Linked DNA regions of Tachysurus vachellii: region 2 is linked to region 1. A link is a contact called in public Hi-C data. All regions are on one chromosome and are shown on one strand. The core of a region is the stretch at or near the end of the contact, and the rest is flanking DNA. Distances in the headings are between cores, read along the strand shown. Region 1 holds the start of LOC132852018 (cytosolic phospholipase A2 delta-like). Region 2 holds the start of eno4 (enolase 4).

Region 1 (6,139 bases), core at 1,662-4,161:
AACAAGAGTGTTACTCACACACTCAACAATGAATACAAAAAAAAAAAAAAAAAAAAAAATACCAGATTGCCATCTTGCCATGTTGAACATAATGAAATGTTTGCTCTGGTTTTATCATCATGATATGGTGCAACTCCGTTTACTGCTCTCTGACAATCTCTGACAGATTGTTTGTGAGTAATAAAAGGATCTCTGGCCATTTTCAGACGGAAATGATTTTCTTTTTGAATAGAGGGCATACGTCTGTATTCCCACTCCTTCTGACCTTCACACACACACACACACACACACACACACACAGGCCCTATCGGCAGCCCTTCATTTTCTTGCTGCACACACTCATTGGAAAATCAATACAGACACATCATCTCTCCTCTCTGTGGCTCGACACCTTCTGCTACTCAAAACAGAGGGCCAAATACCTGCAGGAGAAGTGTCAGTGCTCCTCAAACATGGTACCATGACCATGTGTGTGTGTGTGCGTGTGTGTGTGTGTTTGTGGCTTTTGATATTTTGCTTGAGGAATGTCATTCCAGGATTTGACCTTAAACGCATCTCTTATTATAAAGAGCATCTCGAGCACTAAGATGGATGAAGTCGAGGTCATTGCCCTATAGACTAAAATTCAGAAAGGAGGAGAAAATTGCACTGGTGTAGTAAAGAAAGCACTTTTCAGTCAGATCCTAAAAAATATATTTTCATGTACAGCATTTAGCGCATTACGAATCAAACAAGAAAGTAAAGTAAGAGCAAGAGGGGAAAAAAGGAATATATTTAAAAAAGCTGAGAAATAAATCTAAGATAAATCCCTGTTAGAGATGAATTAAAATCATTTCCTAAATGAGAGACATCGATTAGAACAACAAAGCACAGATTGAAAAATTGCTGCACAACTTAAATATGCAAAAACATATACATTCAAGAAAAGCATCTATTCAGTAGATAGATAGATAGATAGATAGATAGATAGATAGATAGATAGATAGATAGATAGATAGATAGATAGATAGATAGATAGATAGATAGATAGATGTAAGGAACCCTTTCAGTTAGAGATTGCATTCACAATTCTACAATTAATTCTATAGTAACTTTCTGGACTTGGATCACTTGCAGTGTGTTAGAAGTTCCTATTCAATCTGACAGGCCATTATTCTGGAAAAAAAATGAAATAAATAAAAATCTCAGCATCTTGCAGCTTATGTTACAGCACCATCACATGGTCATATACTGACATGACACCTTACTTTAAATTTAGAGTAATTTAAGCTTTAACTAAACAAATACCTAAGCAAATTTAAATTAAAATCTTATTTGTCTCATACACAATCATAAAAAGTAGGACATGTAGTGAAACTTTATGACTGTCATTGATGTAAAAATAGCTGATTAGTAGAGAAAAAAAGAATAAAAATGAAGAATTAAAGGAATACAAGTAAGGCACAAAATAGATACGATATAACAAAGAAATATAATCATTTGGTTTATTATTATTATTATAATTATAATAATAATAATAATAATAATAATAATTATTATTATTATTATTATTATTATTAATGTTGTTGTTGTTGTTTTTCTTCTTCTTCTTCTTCTTCTTCTTCTTCTTCTTCTTCTTCTTCTTCTTCTTCTTGTTTTTGTTGTTGTAGTTGTTTTTAATATTCTTCTTCTTCTTCTTCTTCTTCTTCTTCTTCTTCTTCTTCTTCTTCTCCTCCTCCTCTTCTTCTTTTTATTATTAACAATGTTGTTGATATTATTATTATTATTGTTGTTGTTGTTGTTGTTGTTTTTTTTTCTTCTTCTTCTTCTTCTTCTTCTTCTTCTTCTTATTATTATTATTATTATTATTATTATTATTATTATTATTATCTGGCTGAATTATTATTTTATTCAGGCTGCAGACTAAAGAACTAACAGTAGGGCCATAAATGGCACCAGTTAAACCTGTTTGTAAATTAATAATTCAAATTAAACACATAATAAATACAACACATTTCAGAGAATGACCTTGTGTTAATTATAGTAACTAAAGTATCATTTACATTTCCTGTACACTCCTGTCTGGTCGAGCGACAAGCCGAGTGACGGAATCTTCTAAGGTGTGAAACATGTGCCAGAACAAGGCACAAAAACTTTCAGGCAAATCAAACAAGTTAAACTTCTTGCTCTACCAACAAAAAGTCTAAGACTCTGTGACACATAACCTTACTGTGACCTTATTATCTGTTAAACCCTACAGACATTCAACCACTATTACTCTAAGACATTATAAAGTTTATATCCTGTCAAAATATACAGCTAGACCTTTATGGAGTATTAAAGTGAAGAAAACAACAGCAAAAAAGTAAATAAAAATAGAAAATCTAAAAAAAATACACACACAAAACAAAACCTAATTTCACATCAAAACAAAAAAAGAATCTGAAAATAGCATCAAGAAAAAACCCTGTTACTCTGGAGTTTAAAATAGATGCTATATGATAGGATACAATACAATATTATACAATACGTCATACTATATAATACCATGCAGTATTATACCATATTATATGGGAATCGAACCCGGGCCACAGTAATGAGAGCACTGGATCCGGCTGCTGGGTCACCAGGAGGCCTATAATACTATATAATACTAAATAATACTATTGCATACTGTACAATGCTGTATGATACATCTCATTATACAGTACTATATTATTTAATACCATGCAATCCTACAGTATATGATGCTAAACAATATGAAGAATGTGAATATACAGCAATGGAAAAACAGAATAAGAATAACTTCTGCAACAAGCAAAGAAAATACTTATTTATTTTTTTTTTGCCTTATGTAATTCTAGAAGTGTTGCAGCTTGGGGCGTGTTTTCACTGCATTCTGCCATGAGTCATATCAGTAAAACATAAAGCAAACAGTCCTCAGGAATCTCTGTGACATTGACTTGACGTTAACTTGCTATTGTCTTCTTATGCGGGTTTCTTGGTTGGACGACTTAGTCTTCACTTTTCTCTTCGGCAACAGGTACAAATGAAGGTACAGTTCACGTCTTTACTTTTAACCTGAGGTTTTGATACTACTGGTAATATATAAAGGGTAAACCAGGCATGTATGTGCATGTGTGCCTGTATGTTTACATAGAGATTTAAAGCTCAATAACAGACAGAAATCTCCAAGAGCCTGAAGGTAGATTGAAGGTTGCCATTTCTTTCATTTTTAAACTCCAGGTGTTAAGTAAGTCTGCTCTAACATCTTCAAATACGTATATCAATGTAAATATAAGACGTTTAATGCGTTGAATATATTTGCAGCACTTTTATTTAAAAAAAGATTTTTATATAAGCAAACAGAAGCTCAGTTTTAAACTGGGTGGGTGTGGTCCGAGTTGACTGACAGCTCAGATTTAAATGCTTGGGCATTGGTTTCAGGAAGGTTGTTCAACTCTGTTGGCTGTTGGAAAATGTCTTCACATATGATAATCTGTACAGATGAGCATTTTTTTTTTGTTGTTGATGTTTGTTTTTTGTTTGATTAAAGCACAACAAAGCACAACTTGTTGAGTTCAAGCACAACATTTGTGGTAGGAAGAAACGAGTAACGAGAAAGAAAAGCAACAATAGTGAACATACATCCAAGAATCTTGGATTAAAAAATAAACAGTGATTGAAATCACTGAGGGGGGCATGGTGGCTTAGTGGTTAGCACGTTCGCCTCACACCTCCAGGGTTGGGGGTTCGATTCCCGCCTCCACCTTGTGTGTGTGGAGTTTGCATGTTCTCCCCGTGCCTCGGGGGTTTCCTCTGGGTACTCCGGTTTCCTCCCCCGGTCCAAAGACATGCATGGTAAGTTGATTGGCATCTCTGGAAAATTGTCCCTAGTGTGTGATTGCGTGAGTGAATGAGAGTGTGTGTGTGTGTGTGTGTGTGTGTGCCCTGCGATGGGTTGGCACTCCGTCCAGGGTGTATCCTGCCTTGATGCCCGATGACGCCTGAGATAGGCACAGGCTCCCCGTGACCCGAGGTAGTTCGGATAAGCGGTAGAAGATGAATGAATGAAATCACTGAGGCAACAATCAATAAATGAAATTTTATAGAATTATTATAGAGTTGATTATAATTCGTTTAGTATCTTTCGTGGAAGCAAGAATTCATATTTTTTAACTGAAATGTAAAAAACAATACCAGTGGGATTCTTTAACCATTTAAACACTAATATTTAAAATAGTCTTTCTTAAAAGACTGTCGTCATGTCTAACCGTAGCTACATCAGATTCTGATCAAAGATGGTCACTTTTGGATCGGAGGATACTAAAGAGAATCATATCACATCTGATTCAATGTCAAGGTCAAATAGAGGATCAGTAAATCGTACTAGATCATAATTTACACCTCAATGATATCGAAATGAACAATACATGGATATACTGATCATCAGTCCCTGCAGGTCTGATTCATGGAGTTTTCTTTGTAATTGTTGTAGGCAAAATTCTTGATATTCCTTCAATTACTTTTGTGCTTTTTTTGTGCTTTTTTTTTGTGCAAAACTGCAAGCATCGCGCTCTTTTTAAACTGAATTGAAGACACACATGTAATTACTTTCTCTGATAGTTATACACATGAACTGAAGAAGGATGAATGCGTTTCAGTTGTAAATGAAATCACACGAAGCTGCTTGACCCAAATCTTAGTAAAAATAAAATTTGTGACTGTGATAAGTAATGCTTAAGAAGTATTATTAATGCTGCTTGCAAAGCAACATTATTACTATTGTGCCAGACAAAATTTCGGCGCGTAACTTGTCCCGCAGCTTTTGTCCTAGACCCATGAATGACGTGTCAAATCGACCGGTTCATTGAGGAGAGGTGTGCTATGACTTTTATAAGCGATCCGAGTACCGGTACCTCTGGTACCGGGTCTCAAAATTGGCCTTTTTTCCCATAGACTCCCATTATAAACTTTGGAGGTTTATAACTCGGCAAGCTTTCAAACTATCTACACCAAACTCAGCCAGCTCCTTTTAAACTTTTATTAGTGTACCGACTGGCCTTTCGGTTGTGCCACAGCCCCGCCCCCAAAATATGCAAAATCAAAAAACATTTTACAACATGGACATGTGACATATCAAAACACTCAGAACAATGAGGGGAACTTCCTCACATGTATTCTGATAACGTCACGTGATGTCACGTGAAAATAAAAGATTAGCACAACATGGACATGTGACATATCAAAACACTCAGCACAATGAGGAAAACTTCCTCAGGAGTATTCAGATGATGTCACATGCTCATCTCGACTAGCCTCCGGGATTTGCCACGTGCAAGCACCATTCACATTTTCTTCAGGAAATGTACGTTCTAGTTATTATTATTATTACTATTATTAATATTATTCATTCATTCATCTTCTACCGCTTATCCGAACTACCTCGGGTCACGGGGAGCCTGTGCCTATCTCAGGCGCCATTGGGCATCAAGGCAGGACACACCCCGGACGGAGCGCCAACCCATCGCAGGGCACACACACACTCTCATTCACTCACGCAATCACAAACTACGGACAATTTTCCAGAGATGCCAATCAACCTACCATGCATGTCTTTGGACCGGGGGAGGAAACCGGAGTACCCGGAGGAAACCCCCGAGGCACGGGGAGAACATGCAAACTCCACACACACAAGGTGGAGGCGGGAATCGAACCCCGACCCTGGAGGTGTGAGGCGAACGTGCTAACCACTAAGCCACCGTGCCCCCCCATTAATATTATTATTAATATTATTATTATTATTATTATTATAAATAACTCAGATGTATAGTAATTGCTTATAATAAATATTTACTAATAATATTTATAATATTTATAGTTAGTTTTCTTTTCAGTAATATTTTTTGTGTATAGCTGTAATTGTTATCTTACTTGGGGAAAGTCACTTACTTGCATGGACTAGACTTTTACAGCTACTTTTTTTTAGATTGGGGATTTCATTTTTAATTTTTTTTTCTTGTTATCTTTTCTTCACACAGTCAATGCAGAAAGTTCAGAAACTGGGAGTTACTTTATTGAGCGAGTGTAGGCAGCGTTTGGTTAATAAAACACACAGTTGGAGCAAAAGTGGCACTTAAAGCATAATAGAACTAATGGG
Region 2 (6,139 bases), core at 2,034-4,533, 150 kb before region 1:
TTAAAATATACTCCATGCGTCTGTATGTGTGTGTTTTCCTTCTCCACGGCGCCCTGTGTTTAAAAGCGTAAAACCCTGCGCGTAATATCATTTATTTCACTTGTTTGCGCCGTGAAGATTATCTTTGGTCTGTTTTGTCCGATCTTATTATAAGTGCAGAGTAACGTTGGCATGCGCTCCAATAAGCATGTGCGTTGGCATGACGTCACGCCCGCTAGGTAACTTTCTGGCCCGGTGCGCGTGACCTCCCCGTGATCCCCGGGAGATTAAATCTGAGCAACTCGGCTTTCTCTAAACGAATTTTAACTTATGTTTCGTTAATGTGAGAGTTAAAGATGCGCGTACAGCTGCAGAACCAAGAGGAAACAAATATTAAAATAGATTCACTTGTAAATAAATGTTGAAATAATAATTACACCTCAGGAAATGTGAATGCATATTGTTCCACAATATTATTAAATACTGCACACTTGTTTTTGGATTATTCTTATTACAGCCCATCCTGTTTAAATAAGTTAATAAATAAACTGCTATTTTATTTCTGTAGTTACACTGATAGTTGTAGTCAAATTACAGCGAGTTCAGTATTTTAATCTGGCACAAGTGGAGAAAATAGTACACTGAAAAAAAAGGGAAATCTTGGGGACTCCATAGACTAGAGCTTTATTTGTTTATTTATCACTAGATATTCACAAGCATATTCAGTTATTCCAGATATCAAATATGCCCGAAATTTCCATAGCATTAATAACAAAAATAACACTTTTACTGTGCAATAAAAACAGGTAAATAAACCCTGAGTGAATAATAAAATAAATCATTATAAAAAATATATATATTTCATATTTTATTATTTCTAAAATGTACAAAATATTATTTATTTATTCATATTAATTATTTAATATTTTTTAAAATAGAAAACCATCTGTTATTACATATTATACAGTTTATAAAATAATATTAAATTGTTGAGAGATGGGTGTTTTATTAAAGTAAAATAAAATACTGGGCCTTACTTCATCAGCGTCTCATGGAATTAAAACTATAAAAGTCTTTGGATCGCAGGGGTCTTTAATATCAGAGTGTTGGGATAAAAACATGGACACGTAAATTTTGGGGTCCTGACATGTGACTTGTTCAAAAATAAATAAATATCCCGAAGTCTAATAGGCTATTAAAACAGATCTATATCTATATGGGGAGATAAAAAAAAAACCTATTTAAAAAACATGAATTAATTAATTATTTATGAATTAAAAAATCCATTCGCTCATTTATTCATTCATCAATTCATTCATTCATTTATTCATCAATTCATTCCTCAATTCATTCATTCATACGTGCCTTCCGTTAATATGGATATTCGCCCGTCCTTCATTGTAGTTTTTTTTTTAATCTGAGTTAGGACAAATTGGACAGACTCGAGGTTGCTAAATCTGTGTTTTGCGTCAGGTCTGAAATTATGTTTTCTTTTCTTTGAAGAGAATGTAGTCAAAAAAATAACACGATTTTGCACTTTCTCGGCCGTTTTTTAGCCAGTGGTCTAAAATCCAAAGAAATGTTCATTTAATTATTCAGATAAATAAAACCAAGCGCCAGTGTGTATGTGTGGAGAGCGAGAGAGAGAGAGAGAGAGAGAGAGAGAGAGAGAGAGAGAGAGAGAGAGAGAGAGAGAGAGAGAGAGAGATTGTATCTGATTGCATCCTCACAATGTCAACATGAACACAACAGGACTGTTGATCGTAGCCTAAAGCCGTGGAGCGACATTCTGTACTAAAGTCTTATTAAGGAAGGGAGACATAATGCGTACAAACGTGAAATCACGTGACCTGTAATAACGCTGTCAGTTGATGCCCGAGCTAACGAATTATCATTGAGAAAAATCAGTATACTAATAATAAATAAAAGATTTATTGGTTACAGGACTAATGAAAATAACTAATTGTAGCTATAATGCTTGTAGGCTGTCTACACAGTGTGGGCTGTAACTATTTCTTTTATTTCTTATTATTTCTTTTATAATTCTTTTATTTTTGTTCTATTCATTCAGAAGTAGATTTTTCCTTTTTAATTTGAAAGTCTATGTAAGTCTATCTTTGCATATTATTATTATTATTATTATTATTATTATTATTATTATTATTATTATTTCTTCTTCTTCTTCTTCTTCTTCTTCTTCTTCTTCTTCTTCTTCTTCTTCTTCTTATTATTATTATTATTATTATTCGAAATTGTCCTTCAGTGCATATGTTTTTATTTATAATTATTTAATTTCCTTTTATGTCCTTTGCATGTAAACAATTATGTTGAATCTATTTATTTTTGTTTTCGTGCTTTAATTAATATATATTGCAGTAATGTTATAGTTTATTCGTTTTTTTTCTAACATTTGCTGCGAACCGAATGAATAAACAATCTATTCAGCTTCATATAGTAAATTTTCATAGTTTTGTAAACAGACTAGAAATGATCCCAAAATTTGACGCCCTGTTTTATTCTTTACTCGGTCTTCCTCAGTTTCTAGTTTATACATCCAATTTTTTATTTTCTTTTTAATTAAAAGTCTCCTGACTACTTACTTAAACAGCCTGTGTATTTATATACAACTTGGGAAAAGAAATAAACAAATGTTATACATAATAATAATAATAATAATAATAATAATAATAATAATAATAATAATAATAATAATGGAAATTTATTTATCAACTCAAGGTTTATTTGAACTGAAATGTAACCTTTGTTTTATTTAAACGACACGCGACGAGTTTTTGTTGTAAAATATTTGAACACATTCATTAGGATGAATTCATCGAAACCAATCAGGAGCCATTAGACCGGGTGCGTTGCCATGGAAACAACGTGCACAAACATTAATTAAACAGCCTAATTAAAGTGTTGTTGAATAACACAGGGTTGCTGGTGCCCTTACAAATGACATTGCATGGACTAAAGATGTAGGCTGAGAGCTATTGGAACTCACCATTGCATAAGCCAAAGTGTAATTCAATTAAAAAAGGTTATACTTGCTCCAAACAATTAAAAGTTTATCATCTTTTCGCCAGATTGTATCCGAGGTCGCTATAATATTTGGACCATTTAGTACACCAGTATACAGCGTTCTGGTGGACCCTCGTTAAGTCTCGCGATGTTACAGTAACGCTGAGACGGAGCCGAAATCTCGCGATGTTACATGGAACGTTGCCTAGCAACCATAGTACGTAAACAATCGACGCTTCTTACACAGAGTTGTTGTGAACCGAACTTAGAAACAGCAGCACAATGTCGTTTAAAGGCTTTATAAGCTGTAATAGCAAAATATCAAAGGTGGATAAAGACTTTTATGACTTAAAGAACAAAGCAGCGGAGTTTTACAGAGCAAACGGAGTGCCGGAGAAACTAGAAACTGTTTTAAATCAGATGTTTTTGTCGAAGCCGAATGATGTTTATGGATATCTGGTATGGAAATATATTAGCCTTATCTAATTAAGTCATGCAATAAATAAGACATTATAATTATAATGAAATCTAATTAAAATAATTGCAGGTCATTAAATTGCCTAGTAATGGACTGATGGAAACTTTTTTCATTCAATTATTGTTAACCCAACTTTGTTATCTAGTTACAGTTAAACCTAATTAAATGCATTTTTATCAGTTCTTAAACAAACACAATGACAAAAAAGCTCTGTGGTGTTTATACCTGTAAATCCTCCTTTAGCACCAGTAACGTGTCCCAAACCTTTTCTGTAGTTGTTGTAGTTTCCAGATTTTTCCTTTATACAGATCTGTTAATGTATATAATGTCTGGTATTTCATGGATAAACACACTGCTTTTAGTCTTCCTACAGTATTTCTGTTGGCTCTTATCATGGACATTTCGAAGACAAAACAATCTTCTTCCATTTGTTGTTCTAGGCCAGGGGTGTCCAAACTTTTTGCAAAGAGGGCCAGATTTGGTGAGGTGAAAATGTGTGGGGGCCGACTATTCAGCCTTTGACATTCTTTGAAACATTAATATTAAACCCAAATGAACTATTTAATGATTTTTTTTTATTGAAAAAAGCTTTCACTTTTCAAAAACAAAATGAATTTTAGACAGATTATAAAGATGAAAAGATGCATATTAAAAACTGTGGTTTTGATCATCACATAAAAATAAATTCACAGAGATTTTAGAATTTATTCACCTCAGGTGGCTAAACAAATAACTTGCCTGCACTAATGTGATGGGTGATAATGAGATCTCAACTGTAGTAAATAGGCCAGGTCTGGCTCAAAGAAAGTGGTTTTGATGCGCAAGATGTCACGCAGGTGAGAGTCACTTAGTCTTGTCCTCGCATGGCTCTTGTTAAAGTTCATAACCGAGAATGTTTTCTTGCACAAGTATGTCGAGCCAAACAAGCTCAGCATTTTCTTCTGGTAAAGTATATAAAACAGTGCTGATGGGCCACACATTATTTATTTTATGCCAGAGGCTGCGGGCAAATGGAAATTTCAACTCAAGCCGCAATTGCCACCCGGGCCGGACTTTGGACATGAATGTTCTAGGCTATACAAGGCCTTGTTTAAAAATCCTTACTTCATTTGGACTGATCTGTGTTTATTCTTTTTGTCAGGCAAACTACTTTTCTAGCCTCTCACACACACCTGTGATCAGTGCAGTAGTGGGCAGAGAGGTGTATGATGCCAGGGGAGAAGCAGCATTGCAGGTGGAGGTTTACTGCATCGTCAGGAATGAAGAGAAGGTAGGCTGAAAATCAGCGAGATGAGTGATGAGATTTATCTGTGGAGGTGTTTTCACATGTCTTAGAAAAAGAATATGATAAAGCAAATGTTTTTTCTGCTTTAAAAAACTATTAACATTCCCATTGACATGTACAAGTTTCAAGCCTTCTGTACTCCAAACACACCTGGTCCAGCTCATGAAGCGTTCAGTGAAACAGAAAAAACATTCGCTTTATGCTGTTGTTCTATTGTTGTATATGCTTGTGGTCAAGCATTGGTGTTAATGCTGCTGTACTGGTGCTCAAGCATTGGTGTTGTACTGGTGCATTATTATTAAGACCTGACTTAACTCATGTTTGTTTGTTTCTATGATCTGAATCTGGTGCGTTTATTTGGAACAGAATGACATTTCAGAAAGAAACCAGTAAAATAAACTGCTGTGTGTCACATGAGGTATAAACACAGAGAGAGAAGATAATATGCTCTGTTGAGTGGTAGTGACGAGTGAGACAGCAGTGAGATGGAACACTCAGATAACAATATGTTCTTGATGGTGGTCAGAGAACCTTATTTTTGCATCTCTTAACTCTCTGTTATTCTGTGTAATTTAGTTAGTCTGTAATGCAGTGGTTTCTTGTGTGGATGGAGATGTCACTGGGGCATGGAATGCGGTTGCCAATGGTAACCATCAAGCATCTGTAGAGGTAGCGTTGGAGTGGATCAGAGATCAGCTGAGCCCCATGATGCATGGATCTAACCCCACCCACCAAATACACCTGGACCAACAACTCAGGTAGACACACACGTGGACATGCACAGAAAGTGTGTGAGTAATAACCATCCTAAATTGTGTACGTATGTGTGTGTGTTGCAGCGATTTCTACATGGCTCGTTACCTTGAAGACCAAGATCGCCGTAACAGAGAAAAGAAAGCTGAGGAAGAAGAAACAACAACATCTGACACCAACACCGCTCAAGCACCGGATTCAAGCAAAGGCAAGAAGGAGGCACAGAAAGGTAGAGTGAAGATTATATTAAAAAACTCTTGTATCTAGTAACTAAAATCCTGGAGCATTGGTGTTAATGCTGTTGTATTGTTGTTGATGCTCTAGCATTGGTGTTAATGCAGTTTAGTTGATGCTCTAGTATTGGTCTTAATGCTGCCGTACTGGTGTTCTAGCATTGGTGTTAATGCTGTTGTGTTAGTGCTCTAGCATTGGTGTTAATGCTGTTGTGTTGGTGCGCTAGCACTGGTGTTAATGCTGCTGTGTTGGTGCACTAGCATTGGTGGTAATGCTGTTGTATTGTTGTTGATGCTCTAGCATTGGTGGTAATGCTGTTGTGTTGGTGCTCTTCCACTTGTGTTAATGCTGTTGTGTTGTTGCCCTAGCACTTGTGTTAATGCTGTTGT

What was found. Hi-C and Micro-C count contacts between places; a contact is called where the count stands out from the background.
Region 2: a contact with region 1 is called in a Hi-C map of blood, with 4 times the contacts expected there. The contact joins the promoter of eno4 here to the promoter of LOC132852018 in region 1. A contact is called at or near these places in 2 of 3 Hi-C or Micro-C datasets (blood and muscle).

Annotation. Positions count from the first base shown.
Region 1 is chr10:6,024,180-6,030,318 of HZAU_Pvac_v1, reverse strand. LOC132852018 (cytosolic phospholipase A2 delta-like) reads left to right here and starts at 2,911. Exons shown (of 20, transcript XM_060879023.1): 1 at 2,911-3,034. The coding sequence starts at 3,029.
Region 2 is chr10:6,173,153-6,179,291 of HZAU_Pvac_v1, reverse strand. eno4 (enolase 4) reads left to right here and starts at 3,283. Exons shown (of 13, transcript XM_060879764.1): 1 at 3,283-3,459; 2 at 4,620-4,748; 3 at 5,340-5,521; 4 at 5,603-5,745. The coding sequence starts at 3,283.